2 separate regions of the Mus musculus genome follow, and region 2 is linked to region 1. A link is a contact called in public HiChIP or PLAC-seq data. All regions are on one chromosome and are shown on one strand. Each heading gives the region's core, a stretch centred on a gene start, on an enhancer-like site or on the middle of the called end of the contact. The rest is flanking DNA. Distances are from core to core; before and after follow the strand shown.

Region 1 (3,357 bases), core at 231-2,730:
GAAAATAGCGTGCCGGGCGATAATCTCAGGGAAACTGTGGAGGCTTGGGGAATTGGGGGTGGTAGTACTCCCCACAGCCCCCAAGCTACCTTTCCCTCACTTTGGTGTTCCTGTTCGTTCTCCACCCCCAAATGGGCATCTCCCCGCCACCGTCCCGACAAGTTAATGATCACAGGCCTTATCAGAGCCTTTTGCTATTTATAAATTTATAAAACAAAAGAAATAATGGCGTGCGTGGGTAATTAGTAACCAGAACGGCTTTGCTGAGGAGAGAGACGGGGGAGGCATTGAAATCGGGACCCACTCAGCACTCCAGGAGATGGGGAGCCAGACAACAGAAGAGGGGGGTCTGGTATGGGGAGGCCTCTAACCCTGCTATCTGACCAGGCTGGGGTCAGGGGCAAGCAGCACCTGGCCATGCAGGGAAACTGCCACCTTCAGCTCCATCTGCCCCAGGTAAGAAACCCAAGCGTACCCTGCCAGATGCTTAAGGCCCTGGCGGATCAGGAAATCCCCTAAAAGCCCAACATCAGCCCGGCCTCCTCAGGGGCTTTTGGGGCCCCAAACCTGGATCTGACCCCCCCCCCAGCCAAGAAGGTGGAATTTGTGGGAGCACAAACGACCACACTGGGGAAGGATTTCTACCACCCACTAGTTCTCCAACCATTTTCTTGGGGCTGGCTTTCCTTTGTCCTCTGTTTCAAAGTGACCTCAGGCCTGTCCCTGTTTCCTAAAGGCCGGACTGCAAACAGGTGGCCCACGGATACGGGGTATGTAGGGCCAAACAGAGGGGTAGGTTCGGCAAGAAGCCCTTAACCACCAGCCTGAAGACCACAGCTCCTAAGGCCCCCTAGACGGGAAGTGAAGCTTGCCAGGAGCATAGAATGGGGCGCTATGAGTTCCTTCCTGGGTGCTGGGGACAGGTTGGGGTCCTTACTGAAGAAGTGACTCCACCACGGCTTTCTGGTGGGCTGCCTCCTCTGGGCTGAGGTTCTCCAGCTCTTTCAGAATGGGTGGCGCGAAGTCTTCCCCATCGTCATCCGTGTCATCTTCAGAGCCACGCGTTTCTCCAAGGCCATTAGGCAACTCGGTCAGGTCCCCTCGACTCCCACCGCAGGACTCCCCCTTGTCCAGGGGACCCTCTCCAACCATCAGGTAGGGCCCTGGCTCCCCCAAGGCCTGGATCAGGGCCTCTTTGCTCAGGCCAGACTCGAGCAGGGCAGCCAGGAGCTCCGTCTGCAGCTGGCTCAGCTTAGAAACCATGGCTCCGCTGCCACCAGGCCACGCGGCCCAAGGCCACTGAGCTAGCCGCCTCCCCCACCCACGGCCGGTGTCTACCTGCCGGCAGGCTGGCAGTCAACGGACCGGGCTCGCTGCACCCACTGCCCCCCCAAATCCCACTAGTCAAGCTCTGTGGGCACCCCCAGCCCCCAACCCTGGCCCCAGCGGCCAGTGAATCAGGGCCCCTGCCTGCTCTGTTTACATTGGAGCTGGGGAAATTCTCCAAGGTTCATATTTATCCGTGCGCTTAGCGAAGGGACTGAACTTTGGACTTCAGCCTTGCAAGTGCAGGCCTCATGGCGGGTGAGAGGGACCGGGACCGGGAGTCATGGCCTGCAATTGGGAGTGAGCAGAAGGGAGGGTGGGGGAGGTGGAGAGGGGCCAGGGGCGCAGGGCTAGAGGCAGCAGGAGCCAGGAGGCCTCTGGGTGCGGCGCTGGGTCCCACTCTCCAGGATGCTTTCAGCCTGGCACAGGAGAACTTTAAAAGCCTGTTTCTTTGGGCCGCTGGGACAGCAGGAAGCTCTGGGCCACTGGGCCGGTTCTCCAGGGCAGAATCAGGTCACATTTCCTGGAGTGGGTCACTGCACCCTCAGTCCTAGCCCAACATCAGACTTCCCAGGGGGGGAAAAACCCCTGTTGTCTTAGCACTTCAGACTTCTGTGTTGAGGATACTGGGTTATAATGTATTGCATCCTATCATTGTGTGATCCGAACCAGAACGTGTGTGTGTGTGTGTGTCCTGTGTGTGTGTGTCTGTGTGTGTGTGTGTGTCTGTGTGTATCTGTGTATCTAATCTATATGTGTGTGTATAACTAATCTATGTTTGTGTATGTCTCTGTGTCTTGTATGTGTCTGTGTATCTAATTTTATGTGTGTGTATATCTAATCTATGTGTGTGTGTATGTGTGTGTATCTCTCTGTGTCTGTGCACGCACACATATGTATTGGGGTTTTTTGTTTGTTTGTTTGTTTGTTTGTTTGAGACAGTCTTACGATGTAGTTCAGGCTGACCTTGAACTCCTGATTTTCCTACCTCTAGCTCCCAAGTGCTGGAATTACAGACCCGTACCACAGCCAGTTTTTAGTCTTGCTGGGGTCAAACCCAGGGCCTTGTATACTCAAGGCAAGGGCTCTACCAAGAGCCAGAACCCCAGCCCCAAATACACCATTTTAATTTTTCTCAAGTATTACTTTTGTCAGTATTACCTAATGAAAGCATTTATATATTTTTTAAATCTTTTTGTGTGTGTGTGTGTGTTCCCGAGAGTGTGTGTATGTGTGACAGCTTGGGTGTGGAGGTCGGGGAACAACTGCAGGAATCAGCTATCTCTCTCTTCCACTCTGTGGAACCCAGGCAGTCTGACTTGTCACCTGCCCAGCCCTCTTGCCTTTTGAAATGCAGCAGCTGTTAGCAGCCATAAGCATATCCCAGCATGCAGCGCACCAATCGATCAATTTAAAACACTTTCATCATCCTAAAGAAACTGTTCTCCTGAGCAGCCCATTCCTATGCAGGTCTCTAGCCCCGCCTCTGGCAGTCATGGAGGCCGGAAGTTCACTCCATCCAGAGCGCAGATCTCATTTTATCCCCTCGATAGTGAATGGTGGGTGGGGAACTTTTGCAAGGAGACCAGGCACTTTCCGGTGCATCCATAGACAGCTAATTACCTATGTTCCGCCCACGTTTTAGCTGCAGTGAGCAAGGCTTCTAGAAACATCCACATGCACTTTTTTATGTGAATATGTGCTTTCGATCCTCATTCATGTAAGAAATACGTCACCAGGCGGTGATGGCGCACACCTTTAATCCCAGCACTTGGGAGGCAGAGGCAGGCAGATTTCTGAGTTTGAGGCCAGCCTGGTCTACAGAGTGAGTTCCAGGACAGCCAGGGCTATACCCTGTCTTGAAAAGCAAAACAAAAGAGAAACAAAAACAAAAACAAATAAACAAAATACCAAAAGAAATATATCACATGGACAAGGAGTTCTGGGCCAGCCTGAGCTACATATTATAAATTAATTGCTCATTAAAAACACTGGCCAGGCGTGGTGGCACACGCCTTTAATCCCAGCACT
Region 2 (3,362 bases), core at 483-2,982, 79 kb after region 1:
TCCCCAACCCCTGGTGACCAGCAATGCTCATGCCATTTCTAAAGTTTTGTCCTTTTAAAGCCATGTGTACAGTAGTGGTTTTGTGAAGGGCTCATTGGGGGTGACTTGTCTTCGTTCTCCATGATATATATTGAACTCTCCTGACCTTAGAGATCATAACGGGAGCCTTGAAGTTGGCTGTCTTCTTCAGTAGGTCTCTTGTGTTATCTTTTCCTCTGTCTGTAGAGCCTGAACGTCCTTACCTGTCAGCTCAGGGCTCCAAGTAAACAAAAATGGCATCTGCCTAGGCTCTGAATGAATATAACCACAAGGAGCACAAAGCGAAGAAGCCCAGGTTCCAAGGGGAAGGAAGACTGTCTGCCTGTTGATGGGAACATTGGGAGCCCAGGTGTGTGGAAGAGTAGACTGTGTCCTTAGTGGCCAACCTTGGAGGCAATCTAGGATACATACTGTGTATATGACGGTACAGACGTCTGTCTGTATCTGTGATGAGTGTTTTCTTCGTTTTTGAAATGTGGATTAGTTTGAAATCCTATAAAAAGTAAGAAGTAGAACATGATGATTAGCTGCCTTCTGCAATGGCAGCTGCACATAAAGCACTTGTGTTGCAAGGCAGGTTGCCAGAGTTAGAGCATCAGCTATGGTGAGGATTCCCAAGGTATCTGTAGTATTTGTGGAACAAGTGGAAGCTGCCTTCAGGTGACAGGCTGATAGCCCGTGAGGATCATTCACCTCTCTCGTTGTCCTAGGCCAGCTGTCTTTGTGCTCTTCAAATAGAGGGGGCTTGTGGACATAGTTTTGGAGTCTGTGTTGCTAATATTGGACGACCACACAAATTGTGTTGTGTTTCAGGTAAGACATGTAAGGATATTGTATTCTAGGATATTTTTAGCTTTTCAGAACATATCTTTTAAGAGGTAAAAGAAGGAAAGAGACTTTTAGGCAAGAAATTGAAACTAGGAAAGCATTTAAAAAAAATATTTATTTATTATATGTCAGACACCCCGGAAGAGGGCACCAGATCTCATTATGTGGTTGTTGGGATTTAAACTCAGTACCTTCGGAAGATCAGTCAGTGCTCTTAACCACTGAGCCATCTCACCAGCCCCTGGAAAGCATTTTCTTAGGATTTTTTTTTAAATGAAGTGTTAAACTTTGCTGTGAAAGTGACAGTAGAATGGGATCAGAGGTTTAGATCTCAGCCTTCTTCAGTGTGTGTCAGTCTCTGTGTATGTGACTCTGTCTCTCCTGTCTGTCTCTGTGTGACTGTTTCTGTGAGTGTGTCTGTCTCTGTGGGGTGGGGCCTGAAAAAGGTTCTCATGTGTTACAGACTGGGCTCAGAAGTGGCTTTGAACTTGTGATCTTTCTGCCCATGTCTCCCACGTGCTGCTGAATTATAGGTGTTTCCTACCTTGCCTGATTTAGGTAGTATAGGCTAGAGAACCCAGAGCTTTGTGTGTGCTAGGCACACACTCTACCAATGCCTGGCAGATTCCCATTTGTTTACTTACTTACTTGTTATTGTGTGTATGTGTATGATGTATGTGTGTAAGTGCAGACATGCTCCCATCACTGTACACGTGGGGAGGTCAGAGGACAGCTTGGAGCAGTTGGTTCTCTCCTTCTGCCCTGTGAGTAAAGGAGCTCAAACTTAGATCAGTCTGGTTCCGCAGCAGCAGGAGCTTCATCCACCGAGCCATCTTTATGGCCATGGCACTGCCTTTGTCTCCTTTAACCTGAGTTTAAAGTCGAATCTTAGCTGACTGTGATTCTCTTTCCTGCCCCACCCCACCCCACCCCACCCTACCCCGCCCCACCCCATTCCTCAAGCTCAGGGCTCTGCCATGAGCTAAATCTGTAGCCCTCCCTTTTTTTAAAGACAGGGTTTCTCTGTGTAGCCCTGGCTGTCCTGGGACTCACTGTGTAGACCAGGGTGGCCTCGAACTCAGGAGATCCACCTGCTTATTAAAGGTGTGTTTTACTGTTCATTTTATTAGTTAGATACAAGTGATGCTTCATCATCTCCATGTACTCCCTTGCTGTTGCAGTCTCTTCTCCAGGAAGAGCATGTTCACAACTTTTACTTATTCTTTAAGTGACATTGTTGGTTTTATATAGAAATGGAAGAGTCATACACTCTGCTCACCAGTGTTTATCTGGTGGAGACATTGTAGCATTTTATCCCAGGCTGGCTTTCCATTTTGTTGTTCTTGTGATCTTGAGGACTAACTTGGGACTTCACCGGTGCTAGCCCAGAGCCCTACAACCAGGCTCAGTCCCCCACCCTAGAAGGCATAGTTTGATCATGATACTTACTGGTCCCAGCTAAGGTTGAGTTAGTTGGGAGTTGTGGCTGGTTAGAGCATGGCCTCTTGGAGCTGGAGCTGGTGGAGCCTCTATCTGACAGGATGTCAGGGAGATGAGGTGAGCCAACTCCAGCACACAGGAGGAGAGGAGCCCCACATTGCTCCCAGTTCCCACCCAAGGGGCTGCTACCATGCCAAACCCATGCTTCAAATCTCACATGGCCTTTATGGTGCACCTCAGGCAAACCCACACTTTGCCGCCATACCTTTTTCTCTTGAACCCAGATGAGTGGCTGCATGAAGGAAAACGCAATACAAACTTAGTTCAGAAACAATGGTAACTCAATCTCTAGGCACAACAACTAAAATCTAATCTTGTAGCCTTATTAAAATCTGATTCCTCCAGTGGCGAATCCTTGCACCATGATACTGGGAAACTCTAGCAGCTACATCCTACCCTTATGCTGTCCCCGTTCCAAAAGGCCATAACTCTCCTGCTTCTACTCTTCCTCCTTCCAACCCCGAAGTCCCGCCTACTCACCCAGTGATTGGCTCCTTTATTCATTAGGGGATTGGTTCCCAAGAACAGCACCAGGCCCGTGCACAACAAGGAAGCTTCAGTGGCTCTTCCTCTCTGTCTTCCCTGCTCTCTCTCCCTCAGTTGTCCTACCTGATAGCTTGAACAAGGGTGCAGGGTACATAAGGAAAGATGGAACGCTGGCCAGAAGCAATTTTACTAATTGGAGTTTATAGCAGATATTAGTTCCTTTAAGAAGACAGGAGATCTTCTTGGTTTTAGATCTGGTGAATGGGAGGTGACCTTAGAAATGGAGGTGGCTTTATTGAACTTGAGTCTCAGATACTCCCTTGTTGAGTATTTGTTATGGCTTGGATGAGAGCGGCTCCCATACGGTCATATCTTTGCATGCTTAGTTCTCAGTTGATGAACTGTTTGGAAGGATCAGGAGGCGTGGCCTTGTTGGTGAAGGTGTGTCATTGGGAATGGAACTGGAGGGGCCATATCTCCTCTCCCTCCCTCCTCCCAAGTAAATGTTT

Evidence for each region. HiChIP or PLAC-seq counts read pairs in DNA pulled down with a chosen protein or histone mark.
Region 2: a contact with region 1 is called in an H3K4me3 HiChIP or PLAC-seq map of embryonic stem cells, with 77 read pairs. The contact joins the enhancer-like site here to the promoter of Hnf1a in region 1. A contact is called at or near these places in 7 of 39 promoter capture datasets (embryonic stem cells, epiblast stem cells, hematopoietic stem and progenitor cells and 4 more), 3 of 15 datasets of contacts at CTCF or cohesin (CD8 T cells, the G1E-ER4 cell line and the NIH/3T3 cell line), 8 of 484 Hi-C or Micro-C datasets (8-cell embryo, CD8 T cells, bone marrow-derived macrophages and 2 more), 20 of 115 datasets of contacts at active chromatin or transcription factors (the 230-238 cell line, CD8 T cells, the HPC-7 cell line and 9 more) and 4 of 9 other capture datasets (adipose tissue, embryonic stem cells, liver and 1 more).

The regions. Positions count from the first base shown.
Region 1 is chr5:114,969,582-114,972,938 of GRCm38.p6, forward strand. Hnf1a (HNF1 homeobox A) reads right to left here and starts at 1,481. Exons shown (of 10, transcript NM_009327.3): 1 at 938-1,481. The coding sequence starts at 1,263. Hnf1aos1 (a long non-coding RNA gene) reads left to right here. Exons shown (of 6, transcript XR_878697.3): 1 at 1-456.
Region 2 is chr5:115,048,134-115,051,495 of GRCm38.p6, forward strand. The region is part of intron 1 of Sppl3 (signal peptide peptidase 3); the gene reads left to right. Among named protein-coding and RNA genes, the nearest start is that of Sppl3, 38 kb to the left of the region's middle. Within about 2 kb of position 1,733, at least 31 of the 459 cell types and tissues checked have an H3K27ac peak or open chromatin away from gene starts, as enhancers often do. A contact at or near this core is called in 8-cell embryo, double positive thymocytes, embryonic stem cells and 1 more, where this site is marked.